Linked DNA regions of Mus musculus: region 1 is linked to region 2. A link is a contact called in public Hi-C data. All regions are on one chromosome and are shown on one strand. The core of a region is the stretch at or near the end of the contact, and the rest is flanking DNA. Distances in the headings are between cores, read along the strand shown.

Region 1 (3,977 bases), core at 505-3,004, 260 kb after region 2:
GACACCAGGCACAAATGTGTGCACATCCTTGCATACAAACAAGCACAACCCTCCTCACTTAAGTAAATCTTTCAACATAAATAATAATCTACCACAAGGCTATCTCCGTTTTTGAGCTCCAGTATCCTTTCACAGTGTTAGAAAAGACTTGTAAAGAATGCAGAAGCTGCTTGCTCCTCTCCAGTGGAAGGAGAGAGTAGGTTGGTCGGAGCTGGGCTGGACTATGTGGGCTGGATGAAAAGGAGGAGCTTTGGAGGCTGTCTAAGGCAAACCTTGCAGTGCAGAAGTAGTTACAAGTGAGCGGGGACCCCGTGCTCAGCCCCGAGACTCCTTAATTGTTGTCACAAGATGTTGGATTAGCACATTTCTGGAATAGCTGTCTGTTTACACTCAGGAGACCCACCGTCCACTAACCACTTTCTAATTGAATTCTAATCACATTCAAATAGCTCAATAACCAGCCTCAGCTGCAATTCATAAAACTTTAATTGCCATCCATAAATCCTGGGCTCCCTAGAGTGGGGCATCCCTACAACCCAATTATACACTTCCAGCAGGCAAGAGAGGGGTGGTCACAGAGATGGAAAGGGGAAAGAAAGACAGGACAGACACAGAACCCTGAGCCTCCAACTGCTGTTCCCTGCCCTTGATCTTCAAGTTAACTGTCACTGTTGTAAACTCACACTTGAAGTTAGCCATTTTGGTAAAAGGACAGGGGAGAAATTGCTGTCACCTCTGTGGCCTTGACTTTCTCCCAAAGACATCTAGATGGCAGCCACCTAGCAGGTAGGTGCACAAGTCTTTCTGAGCCACCAAATGGAGGTCTGCTACTAAACTGCTCCTTAGGTACAGGCAGGATTCCACCACTAGCTGAATGGCGGAATAAGCAAGGATGCAATAAGCATCTATTGAGAAGGGTGGGGTGGTGTTAGCAGGAGATCACTTAGACCAAGGGACCGCAAGGGCCTCCTCCAGCTGCTACCCCAGTCTCTGCAAAATGTTCCTGGTGAAGTTTAGCGGAGGTTGGGCTTGGAAACTATGTAACTGCTTGAAATAAGAAAGGATTGACTCTTTGCAGAAGGCAGAGCTGCTGGTTAGAAAGATGCACAAGGAAGGATTAGTGGTCTGAGTGACCTCAAGAGAATACAAGGACATTTGAGAATTGATGTAGCCTGGAGTGCTTGGTTTCTAAGCTGGGTTGTTACCCGCCAGACCTTGGCCAAATCGAAAAGCTGGGGAGCAAGGGCAGATATGAATGTGGTGAGCGTTAGACCGGCCGACCTCCACTACAAGGCCACATACGCTGGTCCAGAGCAGAAGTCTCAAGCTTTACTGCGCAGCTAGGGTTGGCTCCTAGGAGCTTAAATGCATTGGTTATCTCAGTTTAAATGGCTTGGAGGTCCCCACCTGGTGCTCTCTGCAGTGTGTCACTGTGAAGCGTTGGACAGAGGCCCAAGCGAGGGAGGAAGGTAGGCAGAAACTGGATCGCTGAGATTTTCCGCTGAGAGTGATGGAGGGAGAGGAGGTCGATCCCTAGCAAAATTAACAGACCCTACACTTAGCGAAGTCTCCCTCTCCCCCTCGTTCTTCCCTGCCTCCCCCCACCCCCACCCCTCCGCTTCTGTTGTGACTCGGGCAGCCTATCCCGAGGGTGGGGAGCTGCCGAGGAGTCTGAGCTGAGCGGTACTCCGCAGCATCACGTGCCGCGGTGGGGGCTATAAAATCCTGGAGCCGGGGCTCCGGGCGGGGGACGTGAGGACCAACCCTCTCCAGGGACCCCTTTGTTCGAGTCCCAGACACCTCAGCATCCCCAAGGACTTGACCGCCCGCGTGCGCCCAGCTTTCCGGACAGTGCTCAGATAGCAGAAGGAGAGAAGGGGACTCAGCAGCCCGCAGGACAAGCCATCCATCGACATGTCGCGCTCCTTCTACGTGGACTCACTCATCATCAAGGACTCCTCACGGCCCGCACCCTCGCTGCCGGAATCGCACCCAGGGCCGGATTTCTTCATCCCGCTGGGCATGCCGTCCCCGTTGGTGATGTCAGTGTCCGGGCCTGGCTGTCCGTCCCGCAAAAGCGGCGCTTTCTGCGTGTGCCCGCTTTGCGTCACCTCGCACCTGCACTCCTCTCGCCCGCCCGCAGGAGCTGGTGGCGGAGCTACGGGGACCGCGGGGGCTGCAGTGGCGGGCGGCGGGGTGGCTGGAGGCACCGGCGCTCTACCTTTGCTCAAAAGCCAGTTCTCTCCCGCTCCTGGGGACGCGCAGTTTTGCCCACGGGTGAGCCACGCACACCATCACCACCACCCACCACAGCATCATCATCACCATCACCAGCCCCAGCAGCCCGGCTCGGCTGCAGCGGCGGCCGCGGCGGCGGCGGCGGCAGCTGCGGCAGCGGCGGCTCTGGGACACCCGCAGCACCACGCACCTGTCTGCGCCGCCACTACCTACAACATGTCGGACCCACGGAGATTCCACTGCCTCTCCATGGGTAGGGCGGGGTACCTGCGTGCCTCCGGGGAAACAAACTTTGCGCCACCAGGGAAGGAGGTGGGAGTAAGGTGGGATCTTCTGTGGAACTGTTGAGATCTTCCCCTAGAAATTCCACGGAGGTGGAAGTTAAGGAGTCAACTTCTTGGCGAGGCCTTGTGCCCTTAGCTCTACAGGTGCACAAGTGTCGCCTGTTATCTGGGCTTTGGAGACCTGGATCAAGACTTCAGAGAAATAGGAGGTTAAACTGACTGAGATTTGGGGTGGATGCGTTTGGACCTCAGTGTGGCATCTTAGCTTCCCTGTTGGTTAAAGGCTGTCTGTGCCTTTGGCCGAGGCTGCTAGCTGGTTAGCTTTGCTAGGCCAATGGAAGACAGACAAGGGGAAGGAGAAGGCAGTAGGTGCAAGTTCCACTGGAGTCCTTTAACTTAAAATCCAGGACATTAAAGGCCTTAATTCTCATGAACGTCTGTCTTTCTTACACTCCCAGACAGACCAGGGACAAACATGGATGTGTTGGGTTAGACTGGGTTCTGGAGCCGCGTTCTTTCCAAGGGTTGTCAAGTAGAGTGGGGTCACTTTTTTTTTTCTGCGGTTCATCACCTCTCTGCTCTCTTTTGGGTCCACAGGAGGCTCCGATACCAGCCAGGTACCCAATGGCAAAAGGATGAGGACAGCGTTTACCAGCACGCAGCTCCTGGAGCTGGAGCGAGAATTCTCTTCCAATATGTACCTGTCCCGACTCCGGAGAATCGAGATCGCGACATACCTAAACCTGTCAGAGAAGCAGGTGAAAATCTGGTTTCAGAACCGTCGCGTGAAGCACAAGAAGGAGGGGAAAGGCGCTTCGAGGAACAATCACACAAGCTGCAAGTGCGTGGGTAGCCAGGCGCATTATGCGCGCTCCGAGGACGAGGACTCCTTGTCCCCTGCCTCGGCTAACGAAGACAAGGAGATTTCCCCCTTGTAAAGGCAGAGGCTCCTTCTGCTACCTGCTCCCGGTACCCTGCCCTCCTCCTCCCCATCAGCACAGGGACCAAAGTTCTAGTCCATTGCCCTCATTCCACCTGGAAAAGAAACTCTGAAAAGTCCGGGGAATTCAATGCCGGGCCCGACTTTGAAGCTAGCTCCTCTTTATCTGGGATTCCACTCAGTTACGGATTGGTTTTTTGTTTGCTTTTTTGTTGTTTTTAATGTAAATATCTAGAATTCTAACCAGTCTCATATATCAGGAAAAACCAGGGTTGATTAAAGTTTAACACTGTATGGGGGGAGGGGTTGGTTGAAGACGCATGCCATTTGCCCCCCTGTCTTTTCAGAACTTGATGAGAAGAGGGGTTTCTTTATTGTTTTTGTTGTTGTTTTAAAATGAAATCATTGAAGTTGCCATTAATATAGAGAGTTAAACTCCGTAGGTCTTGTTTTCTGAAAATTTTCATGGGGGAGAATTTTAAATCCAGGTCTCTGGAAGTCCCTTTGTATGTGAA
Region 2 (4,358 bases), core at 823-3,322:
TTTTGCCTAAATATAGGCAGATAAACCCAAGAGCTTTGCCCAGGAGTGAGCTCCCCATCGTGGAAGGAGCAAAAGCCATCTTCAGAGCTTTTCTTATGAGACTTAATCACACAATCCTAGTTCTATTGCAACCTTAAGATTTATGATTAAAAAATATTTGAAACCAGGCATGTTGCTTAAAACTTTAATCCCACTTTGTATACTGGCCTACAAAATAAATTCCTCGCCAATTAGGCTAGAATGTAAGACTCCATCTCAAAAAAAAAAAAAAGTTTGTGCAGTGTAGTTCAAATTTCTAAATGAACATGGCATAAATAGATTCATTTTTTTAAAAAATGGAAGTCAGGTTCTTGACTGGGGTAGATAAAAACAAATATAAACAATACAACTCCTGAAGAACGGTGGCAGAATAAACGAAGAGTAGGGATCTCCTCTGCAGAGTCTAGAGTGTAGGTGGAAGTCAAGCAGGAAAACGGAAGTTGACAAGGAAATACAAGTAACACAGTCAGACACCGTGAAGAGAGGAACTCAAGGAGCGAGGGAGAGACTTTGTAAACAATGCTTTTATTAGCTGAGAATTTATTAAAAGATTTATTTTATGTATGAGAACACTGTAGATGTCTTCAGACATACCAGAAGAGGGCATCCGATCCCATTACAGATGGTTGTAGGTCACCATGTGGTTGCTGGGAATTGAACTCAGGACCTCTAGAATAGCAGTCAGTGCTCTTAACCACTGAGCCATCTTTCTAGCTCCTAGTTGAGAATTCTAAACAGTGTAGTTGGTTATATTCATCTCCCTCCCTCACCCCACCCACAACCCCCTCCACCTACTCAACATCCTGTCAGGTTAGAGACGAAGGTGAGACTAATCGGCTGAGAATGGATATACTGGGACAAGAGGAAATTCCTCATGGGCACATAGTCTATTTAATTCTAGAACTGGTTGATGTTAAAGAGTTACGGAAGAAATCTCCCCACACCCACATGTGGCCATTACACATGGTAAATATGCAAAATTAGCAAACTTGGGAGGTGAGAAATAGACAGAGAAGCACAAGTTGGAAATTTTTCTCATCATTCAGAACTCAAGTCATTCAATACGGTGGAAAATTGAAACACGTTCCTAAAAAAATAATGACTCCAACCTTTTCACATTTTTCATGACTTCTTTTCTTAACCTTTTTCCCCCAAGAGGGAGTTTTAAGGAAATAACATCTTTTGTGTTAAAGAGCATTGAACAAAAAGACAACAACTTCTTCAACTCCCTAATGTTAAATTCAATTATTTTAGTGTGCACAAATATGCTCACATTTCTGTAAAGCTGTCTCTGCTTGAGTCTCTCTTTCACACTCTCAGTAGCATATCTTGTCTCCATCTATCTACATATCTATCTATCTATCTACAATATTTATGTATCTATCTGTATATCAATGTATCAATCTATATATCTACATATCTATCCATCTACATATCTATCTGTCTATCTATCTATCTATCTATCTATCTATCTATCTATCTATCTATCTAGAGATAGATTCTCTTAGATTCTCTCCCCGCCCTCCATCTCCCAAATTTACTGGCATCATCCCATTTAGTTTTTACAACACGCCCATGAACTAGGCATTGCTGTCATTCTATAGACAAATGCACTTTATTCTTAAATCCCTTTGGGAGGAGACAGAGGCTTTAACAACAAGGAGGGCAAAGATTTGCACTATACATGTGATGAAAACAATTGAAATGAATATCAATAATGTCTCTGAAAATGTAACTGAGGGCAGGGGCAGACCCTCCTAGTTCAGTAGGCCTGGGCCCAGAAAACTGGAATCCACTGGCTCCTAGAAGTTAGGGGTGGCCCGACTTCCCAGCCTTACCAAGAGGGTGATCCAGAGTCCACCCTGCAGGAGAGAGGACAGAAGAACAAAGGTCAAAAGGCCCTATGCCAAACCCTACAAAATTAGCATATTCAAAACAAGTTGGCAAAGAAAAGGTTTGAAAACTCTCAGCAGGGGCAGCCAACTAAAGCCAGTGCCACTGCCAAAGGTACAGAGCCACTCTGGAGGAGTGGAGGAGCATAGTGAATAATCTGGCTCATTAGGATGACAAAACACACCCCCGGGGGTGGAGCTTTAGGATGCTAATGAGGCATGTGACTCACAGGTACCTGTAGAACTTCACGAAACAGATAGAACACAGAAGAAAGAGGAGGTAGAGGCACTGCAAATTCTGCAAAGCTTGCGCAAAGGGAACTAAGCTCCCAGCACTTGGCAGGGCCTCTGAGCTGCTAAGTTTCACCCGTCTGTACTTAACCATCTTCTGCTGCTTGCCAGGGCCGTTCATCTTGACAAATTGTCCCTGCTTCCTTTGCAGTCATGTGCCTGTTTATTTCTTTGTTCTGCAATGCAAGAGGCTGAACCTCTCTCTGGGTGTGGGGGTGGGAGATGGGGGGTGGAGGTAGGGGTGCCTTCTGAACCCAACTAGCATTACAATATCACTGGGAGCAGGCACCTTCTACAGTTAGGTCTCTGGCGGTTTAAAAATAAGAAATAGCACTCTAAGAAAGATAAACTTAGGGAGGGAGAAAACTGTGCCAACTTTTTCAGTGTTACATCTCTGACTGTCAACATCACACCATTGATAGCAGGTAGCATGGGTGACTATGCAGAAGGAAAGGATGAGTGAAGGGAGGGGAGAAAGGCAGGAAGGGAAGGAAAAGAGGAAGGGAGGGAAGGAAGAGAGGAAGGGAGGGAAGGAAAGGGGAGGGGAAGGGAAGGGAGAGAAGGAGGGAGGGAAGGAGGGAGGGAAGAAAAGGGGGAGGAGGGAAGGAAGAGAAGGAGGGAGGGAAGGAGGGAGGGAAGAAAAGGGGGAGGAGGGAAGGAAGAGAAGGAGGGAGGGAGGGAAAGAAAACCTTTATAGCCTCTCTTTTATAGGCTCTTCTTGCATACCAGTAGCATCTTAGGAGCATTGGTGCCCCCTTCCCACCTGGCATGAGACACATGCACTCTGCAGATGATGAAGTAAAACAAACAAAAAAAACAAAAAACAAAAAAAAAGAGGGCAAGATTCTGCTTAAGCCACAGTCAAGGTCCTAGATGGCTTAGCAGACTTCTCCACAGCAGAGAAATGCACAGCGTGTTTAAGCAGCCTGTATGTTGAGGTCTATGAAACAGCGGTCTGGCTCTTGACTAGTTCCAGCTGACCCAACATGCTCAAATAGCAGCCATAACTCTCAGGATACTGAATCCACAGACGTTTCTGTAGTGCAGTCTTTGTTACCGTAAAGTGCCATACTTCTGGAAATTTGACTGGGTTGGTGGTGCTATTGGGCTGAACGACTACCAGTTGCAAAGGGTTTTTGGATCCTAGGTATGGTTGGACTATTAAGAGTTAGGTGTTTGATCCCTTCTCCCTTCTCTTGGCTCTGCTTTCTCAAAACAGAGTTGACTCTTAGGCAGGCACTTTGTATAAACTGAACCCTGAAAGTTTCTGGCTCCCATAACCCCTAGAGACAGCTGTATCCATGGCAGGGAAACTCCTTATTACCAGGGCTCTTCTAGGAGCCTCAGAACTGACGTCTATTGGATTATCTCTCCATCTCTAGCCAGGCATCTTCACTGGAGAGAATATGCTTTGAAGAGGGAAGAGATGCTCTTCAAAGAAAGTTCTAGAAATTTTGGTTTACTTTCTCTTTGGTTTTGAAACAGGGTCTTACTCAGTCATCCAGATTGGCCTGGAACTCACAATGCAACCAGCTCCAAACTTGCAATGGTCTTTTCCTCAGTCTCTGGGGATTACAGGTGTGAGTCACACCGCTGGCCTCTAGGTGGACTCACCAGAAAGGACACGATGAATGCACCAGGTACTATCTAATCATCTGCCATCATTCACTTACAAAATTTGTCTTTGATTCAACAAATATTCATTGAGCACAAGAGTGTGTCTGGCTTGTCTTAGGTGCAGGGACTACAGAATGAGGCAAAAGACAGCTCTCTACCCTCTGTCTCACCATCCAGGTTGTGTTTAACAAAACGCCATAGGTGGAGGAAGTATCAGGAGGAATTCATAGACAGCAGAAATTTCCTGCCCAGTCCTCTGGAGTCTCCAGAGTTTAAGACCTGCCAATGCAGTATCTGGTGAGGGAGAGAGCTGGCTTCCTGGTTGGAAGGCAGGACCTTAACTATGTTTTTACACAGGGAAAGGACAGGGCCTCTCTCTCTGGCTCTTTTGATTTCAGTTCCTTGTTGTTTGTTTGCATTTGGAATTTTTTTGTTGTTTGTTTGTTTTTTGTGTTTGTGTGTGTGTGGGTTTTGTTTTTGTTTTTTGTTTGTTTGTGTGTGTGTGTGTGTGTGTGTGTG

Evidence for each region. Hi-C and Micro-C count contacts between places; a contact is called where the count stands out from the background.
Region 1: a contact with region 2 is called in a Hi-C map of embryonic stem cells, with 2.8 times the contacts expected there. The contact joins the promoter of Gsx2 here to the enhancer-like site in region 2. A contact is called at or near these places in 6 of 39 promoter capture datasets (cranial neural crest, embryonic stem cells, frontonasal cranial neural crest and 3 more), 9 of 484 Hi-C or Micro-C datasets (the G1E-ER4 cell line, cerebellum, cortical neurons and 1 more) and 5 of 115 datasets of contacts at active chromatin or transcription factors (embryonic forebrain, embryonic limb bud, embryonic stem cells and 1 more).

The regions. Positions count from the first base shown.
Region 1 is chr5:75,073,847-75,077,823 of GRCm38.p6, forward strand. It overlaps Gsx2 (GS homeobox 2), which reads left to right and starts at 1,755. Exons shown (of 2, transcript NM_133256.2): 1 at 1,755-2,491; 2 at 3,120-3,977. The coding sequence starts at 1,915. The coding sequence ends at 3,460.
Region 2 is chr5:74,811,524-74,815,881 of GRCm38.p6, forward strand. No RefSeq gene overlaps it. Among named protein-coding and RNA genes, the nearest start is that of Lnx1, 110 kb to the left of the region's middle. Within about 2 kb of position 2,073, at least 10 of the 459 cell types and tissues checked have an H3K27ac peak or open chromatin away from gene starts, as enhancers often do. A contact at or near this core is called in embryonic stem cells, where this site is marked.